2 separate regions of the Mus musculus genome follow, and region 1 is linked to region 2. A link is a contact called in public HiChIP or PLAC-seq data. All regions are on one chromosome and are shown on one strand. The core of a region is the stretch at or near the end of the contact, and the rest is flanking DNA. Distances in the headings are between cores, read along the strand shown. Region 1 has its middle 66 kb from the start of Gm33286. Region 2 has its middle 19 kb from the start of Gm32893.

Region 1 (3,325 bases), core at 321-2,820, 690 kb before region 2:
ATTTCTTAGCACCCATCCTATCTTCTAACTCTTATGTTCTTTTTCTACCTTCTTCTACTATGGTCTGGGAGGGAGCGATATCCATTTCCTATTTAGGACTGAGCACTTACCAGTCACTTAGGCTCAAATCATTAACCTGCTCTGAATTTCTGTACAACAAAACTTCTGTGTCCGAAGCTGAGGACAGTGCTGGTATGTGCATATACACATACATATGTAAAGGGCAGGCTGGTTGTAAGTCCATTCAACAAACCAATAAAAGTAGATTCTCCGCTCTAGCCTGTGACCTTCCCAGCCACAGGCTTCTTGACTAGGTTAATGTATTAGGCATGTATTCCCTATGGAGCAGTCCTCAAACCCAGTAAGAAAGTGCTTACTCTAGCTGTGCCACTGTTAGCCCAGATAGCAAATCTTGCTTGGAAGGTTGGCATTGCACAGCATCCACAGTGGTCATTTTTATCCTCCAGTAGCCTATATGTCACCTTCCAGCACTATATTATCTATCTATCTATCTATCTATCTATCTATCTATCTATCTATCTATCAATCAATCACTTATTATCTATCATTCATCTATATATGTATCTTTCATCTATCTATCTATCTATCTATCTATCTATCTATCTAATCTATCATCTATTATTTTCAAATCATCTAGTATCTTTCATCTATCTATCTATATCTATCATCTATCTATCCATGTGTCTTTCATCTATCTATGTATTTTCATCTATCAATCATCTAGTATCTTTCATCTATTTATCTATCTATCTATCTATCTATCTATCATCTATCTCTTTCATCTATCAATCATCTATCTATCTATCTTTCACCTATCTATCAATTATCTATCTATCTATCTATCTATCTATCTATCTATCTATCTATCTTTCACCTATCTATCAATTATCTATCTATCTATCTATCTATCTATCTATCTATCTTTCACCTATCTATCAATCATCTATCTATCTTTCACCTATCTATCTATCTATCTATCTATCTATCTATCTATCTATCTATCATCTGTTTGAGATAGGTAGGATCTCAGATAGTCCAGGCCCTGACCTCAAAATGTAGCCAAAGTGGTCTTGAGTTCCTGTTCTCTATCCTTCTGTCTCTGCTTTCCAAGTACTGGGATGGTAGTACAGCAACTGGCTACCATTATGATTAACATGCAAAACCTACGCCTGTAAACAGGGTTCACTGGATCCTTGGACATGATGTTTGCAGCATGTATGTGATTGTATAGGAGTGGAGAGAGCAAGTGATGTGAAGGCAGCTGTGATTCCTCCATGAACCACGAGAACTTGATAGTTTACACTGATACAGAAACACTTCTATCCCAGCGACCCCAACTATGTCTTTGGCTATAAATGGCTATTTGGTTGGATAAGAATTATCATCAAGAGAGGCACAGGACTATAAAGAGCAGACACTTTCTTTCACTGAAATATTTGGGAATAAGGAGTTCCTCACCTTTCTTTCTGCTTTGGTGTCTAAGCTCACAGGAGGCCATGTGCTCTGTAGTCACTGTTGCTTCCGCATGCATCACGACTGTGTCAGAGGAGATGCCAGTCCAGAAAAACACTGTTCCCACTGTGCAATGTCAGAAGCTCTCAAGTGCTATTCAGACAGACAAACAAAAACTAACTTGGGTTGGAATGTGAAAAACTCTTGTGTGGATGTGTTTTCAATCGTTAAAGCCATTTTTCTCCTGTAATTACTGGAGCCAGGAGTTGATTAAATTGGGGAAAACTTGTTTATTTTTGTTGTTGTTACTGTCAAGATAGCTTCCATTCTTGTAGGACACATTACAACCACATCTTAATAGCTTAATTTGAATTACTTTGTAACGGGCTGAATTAACACCACATTTTACTTGTAACTTAAGGATCAGCAGCTGCCCTAGGCTACAGTAAAGCCAGGGGTCCATTCACTCAGGCATAGAAAACAAGTCTGCTTTCCCTGGGGGCCAGGGGTGGGGGTGGGGGCTTTCCTATACACAGACTAGTGCTTTGATAAAGAGTTTCTCTTCCTAATGAGTCTAATGTTGAAGACAGGTGGGTTCAAGAGGTTTTATTTTACAGTTATATGTGCGTGTGCGTGTCTGCAAATGCCAATCTCATGACTTAGGTGGCACAATGAGCTGTTTGTGCTCACACATATGCCGACAGCATTTGTTTTATGCACCTGCTTCTTCTCCAGTTCCAGCTTGCTTCCATCTTTTTTGCTTTTGTTTAAATGTGCAGGCGTTTGCTGAAGTGGAGCCACTCAGAGAGCATCTGGGCTCACACGGGGTTTAAAACTGAAGCCACATTTGAACCGTTTCTCCTCTCTGGATCTGGTGAGCAATGTGAACAGCTTTTTCATATCCTGCAGTGCTGACGTTCTTCCGTGATGATAATCCTCAGTTTGGAGCTGGCTCCTCGATTTACGTCAGGTTCCCATGGGTCTCACAGAAACGCCTATCATCTACACAGGACTTTAAAGTCCCTTTCAATCGTGGTGAATTTATTCACACGTGGTCTCTTCACCACCCCCCTTGAATGTCAGAAAGAGGTCCAGGGATTAGTTCATGGCCATACAGACACCAGGTTATGTCCATTCAATTCATTCTCTTCTCAATGCCCAGGAAAGGAGAGAACTTTTAGTCTCACCACACACAGCAATTTTTTCTTAAATGCCACACTACAGAGTCAGGTGTGTAGGGTTAGGTTTACAAGTGGAAGAGACTCTGGCTTCTTTAGGTCATGACAGGTGCAGGCAAAACCTTTAGTGTATTGATCTCTTATTTATCTAAAGCAAGGTCTTTGGAGCTCAAACTTGGGATTCCTCTGCCTCCTTTAGTCTTTGGAGCGCTGGGATTGCAGCGTATGCCTGGCAGGGCTACCCAACCTCTCCTTAAGAAGCTATTTTTTGATGGTTTCTGAAATCTAAGAGTTATTTCTCTGGAATTCTCTGGGCAGGCAAAGGCTTTAGGTCAGGATTATTTTCCAGGTGAATTCTCCAAAGAACGTAGAATTGAGGTAGCAGCTGCCATGATCTATGTGAGGTCAAATTTGGGACGGATCAGATACACGGTACCTGTCACAAGAGCCCCTTGGCAACGTGTGACAAAGGAGCACTAAGAAGGCTTCCAGCATCTTACTAAATGTTGACAAAAATGTGTTTCCTGGTCCTCGTTCCATTTGGGACTTACAAGTGCCTCTGGCATTCAGTATATCACAGTAAAGACCTGCTAACGTAGGTATTATCCTGAGCTCCGAAGGAAATCTGAACTGGGAAGAAAAATGTGCTGCTACTGAATGATTAAATAAAATGA
Region 2 (3,779 bases), core at 109-2,608:
CTCAAATGACGTATTGTACCTGTGAGTTGGTTACTCCTGAACCATTTCCTCTCGTCCAGTCTAAGACCTCTTTCCTCTGGACCAAGACTCTCTTGCAGAATCTGGCATCTTGTGCTGTGGTGGTTCTTCCTGCTTGTGCCCTCCCTTGGGCATCACTGAAGATGCTGGTCCCATCTCCCACACTGTACCTCAGAGCCTACACACAGGCATTTAGGGCACTGTTCCCTACTTTGGAGCCACATACTAGACACCTAAAACTGGCCCACCCTTTAAGAGCTTGTTCACTGAGATTTAAGGTTTTTGTGAGTTCAAAATGATCCAGGACTAGTGCGGATTAAACTTACAACAGTTTTGTTTCACTCACAATAAAAAGGGTAAAATAAATAGAATAGTCGTCAACATCTGCATACCTCTGCCAACACACACACACACAAATGAGCACACATGCACATACTCCTACATATGTGTGCACACACACAAGCACACCCATATGGACAATACCAACATTTCCCTGTTCCTTCCCACCTACCTAGCTCCTGCCTCATGCTAAGCCCTTCAGTCTAGCTCCGACCTGTGGCTGTTCCTTCTACCTGGGACTCTCTTTCCCTAAAGTACCCTGAGCTTACTACTCCGCCTGCTTCAGAGCTTTAGCTAAAAGCCACGTGGTCCCTGAGGACCAGCCTGAGAACTATATGCTCTACTGCCACCTCACCCTACCCCACACCCACACCTCTGATCCCTGACCCTGCTCTGTGATTTCCCCCATCCATTAGCCATTTCCCCAATAATTTTATATCAACGGAGTCACAGAGTGCTGGGTATTTGATTGCACCCTAGTCTGAATGTATCTATAAGGACAAAGTAAAGCAGACTGATGCTGTCAGTGTGGGAGCGCCTCACCACTGAAGGTCCAATCAGGCCAGAAGGCAGAGGAAGGAAGACCCGGCATTCCTCCTGGCTTCCTCCTCGGCTCTGAGGCTGCAGTTAATAACAACGCTTCTCCGACTGTTAGACTTTGGAAGAACTACGGTTGTGGCTCTATCAGGTCATAGCTATGGCCCTCAATTCTTTGTCATAGAAATAATTGGGGAGATGGTGCATGACAGGGTCTGCCCAAGACTCTTCCTGGGGAGAGCTGCAAAATCAAGGAGGATGAAGCCTGCAGTTTTTTTTTCTACCTTACTTAGAAAAGTAAAGCGGAGACCTTTACAGGCAAAAGAGAAAGCCTAAGGAGCCTGTTCCAAGGTGGCTGGCTCGTTTTGAGAAGCTCCCACCACAGACTGCAGGAGCCAGGGAGCTTACACAACCCGCACTGCACTTACAACAACAGGCACTCTAACTGGAACAAAGGCTGCAGCTGGAGTGGCAGCCACATTAGCAGAAGGAAGTGCTAGGAGAATAAAAAGGGTGGGAGGTGGCGGGGAGCTGAGGTAGGGGGCTGCCACTGTCCACAGGCTGGGTACTTAGTACTCTATGGAGCAGAAACAGGATGCTGTTTTTACAAAGTGCCCGCATGGGCATCTTGGTAGCACTCTGTTGTCATGGTTGTTGTTAAGAAACTCAAGTACCATGGGACTGTGTGCTGTCCAGCCAGGAGAGCACAGCTAGACAAAGGGGAAGATGCTTCCCATCTGGCTCATGCATGTGGCACTAGGTATCTATTAGGGACTTACACATGGTACTTTGTCTCTACAGGAGACTTGCACGTGATACTTTGTATTTACAGGGGATTTGCCCATAGTCCTTTGTATCTACCGGGGACTTGCCCATGCTATTTTGTATCTGCAGGGGATTTGCCCACCTACAACACTGCCCTTGACAGCAGAAAGGATCCCAGGGAGTAAGTAGCCAGCATTTGTAGCCTATACCCTGAAGGAAAAACAGGAAACTGTGAGGAGCAGCTGAGACTCCATCCTCGGACTAGCATCTGTAATCAGATCATTGAAAGCCAGACCCAGAGGAGAAAGAGCAGGCAACCACTGCAGAGGAATCCCCTGAATGAGACTCGTGGGGGCCTGGGAAGCAATGCACCCAGCTACCAGACCACTTCCCATGTCCCATTTTACTACCCGCTCTCCCTCCCTCCTCCACATCCATTCCTCCCTTACATAACATTCCCTGCCAATCTAGGAGACCAGATCTGTCTGCTAGATTGTTTTTCCCCTTTTCTTCAATAAGAGGTCTAACAAAATGAACAGACAGTTCTCAAAAGATGAAATACAAATGGTTAATGAAGACATCTTCAAAAACAAACAAACAAACAAAACTGTCCAACCACACTGGCATCAGAGAAATGCAAATCAAAACTTCTCGGAGCTTGCACCTCACCTCAGTCAGGGGGGCAGTATTAAGAAAGCAAGTAGTAACAAATGCTGGCGAGGATGTGGGCAAAGGAGCCTGGGGCACTGCTGGGGGGATGTAAACTGGTCCACCCAGGATGGAGTGCTCTCAAAAAAACCTGAAAATACACCTATCTCATATGACCCAGCTGTACTAACTCAGGGTATTTATTCAAAGAAGCTCAAGTCAACATCATCCCCAAGAGAGTTGTACATCAACGTTTACTACAGCACTATCCACAAAAGGTAAGTTATGGAACCAACCTAAATAAGTGCCTGCCAATAGAGACCTGAATAAGTGTGTGTGTGTGTGTGTGTGTGTGTGTGTGTGTGTGTGTGTGTGCGCGCAAAAATATCCAGCAGCAAAAGAACAGAGCGATGCAGAAAATTGATGCATTTTAAAGATCATGTTAAACAAATCAAGTCAATTACAGAAAGGCACATAATATGTCTCCTCTCATTTGTAGTTTTCAGATTTTATAGAAATACACAAAATCATGTATACATATATATATGTCGAATTTAAAATGTCAAGGGGGTTGGTCTTGCAAACTTTATATGCCTCAGTATAGGAGAACACCAGGGCCAAGAAGTGGGAGTGGGTGGGTAGGGGAGTGGGGGAGTATGGGGGACTTTTGGGATAGTATTTAAAATGTAAATGAAGAAAATACCTCATAAAAATATATAAAATAAAAAAATGTCAAGGGGGACAAAAGGGGTCAATTTCTAGAAAGCAGGAGAGGGGGAAGGGAGGGTAGGGAGGTATGGAAAATATAGTCAGGATACAATATGTGCATGTTTAAGAGCTTAAAGAAAAAGTTAATTAAATTTCAAAAAGAAACATGAAAAGAAAGCTCTCTGATATTCGTCTGTGTCAGCTGGGTCACTCCTTTTCCACCTTACGTATAAAGGGCCAATGAAATCCATACAAATAAGAAAACACCCCAGAAAAATAAAATAAAAATGACTGCGTAGCCCAGTCCAGGGTGAACACACACCCAACAGGAAGCTCTCCACCAACATACCACACACCTTCGTTGGCACCCACTTGACCTCAGTGCTCCCCAGTTGGAAGGCAAGCCATGAAGACAGAACCCTGGGTGTGTCTGTCTTTGTAGCCCCACTGTCCGAGAACTGCTCAAAAGATATTGGCTGACTGTGTAGTAGGTCTCACAGGCTGCCATGGCAGAGGAGAGGCAGGGGAAGGAGCCTGTCCTAGGAACAAAAGAGTACCAGGCACCCTCTGCAAACAGTCTGGGCTTCCAGAAACTTCCTCAACTTCCTGGCTGGCTCACATTCTGTTGTCCCTCCCCTTGCCACGCCTCTTCCGTTTCTCTAGTCATATCATCCAACACGACTTCTCAGCTCCACCCAGCACCTCTCAGGCTGAGTCTGCTAAACACAAATCTATACATATACATGAAGCCCCTACCTTCATAC

The links. HiChIP or PLAC-seq counts read pairs in DNA pulled down with a chosen protein or histone mark.
Region 1: an H3K4me3 HiChIP or PLAC-seq map of embryonic basal ganglia shows a contact between it and region 2, with 5 times the contacts expected there. The contact joins two enhancer-like sites. A contact is called at or near these places in 1 of 15 datasets of contacts at CTCF or cohesin (large pre-B cells), 7 of 484 Hi-C or Micro-C datasets (CD4 T cells, CD8 T cells, nephron progenitors and 2 more) and 4 of 115 datasets of contacts at active chromatin or transcription factors (VIP interneurons, embryonic basal ganglia, large pre-B cells and 1 more).

Annotation. Positions count from the first base shown.
Region 1 is chr4:34,240,131-34,243,455 of GRCm38.p6, reverse strand. No RefSeq gene overlaps it. Among named protein-coding and RNA genes, the nearest start is that of Gm33286, 66 kb to the left of the region's middle. Within about 2 kb of position 1,570, at least 23 of the 459 cell types and tissues checked have an H3K27ac peak or open chromatin away from gene starts, as enhancers often do. A contact at or near this core is called in VIP interneurons and embryonic basal ganglia, where this site is marked.
Region 2 is chr4:33,547,385-33,551,163 of GRCm38.p6, reverse strand. No RefSeq gene overlaps it. Among named protein-coding and RNA genes, the nearest start is that of Gm32893, 19 kb to the left of the region's middle. Within about 2 kb of position 1,358, at least 21 of the 459 cell types and tissues checked have an H3K27ac peak or open chromatin away from gene starts, as enhancers often do. A contact at or near this core is called in VIP interneurons and embryonic basal ganglia, where this site is marked.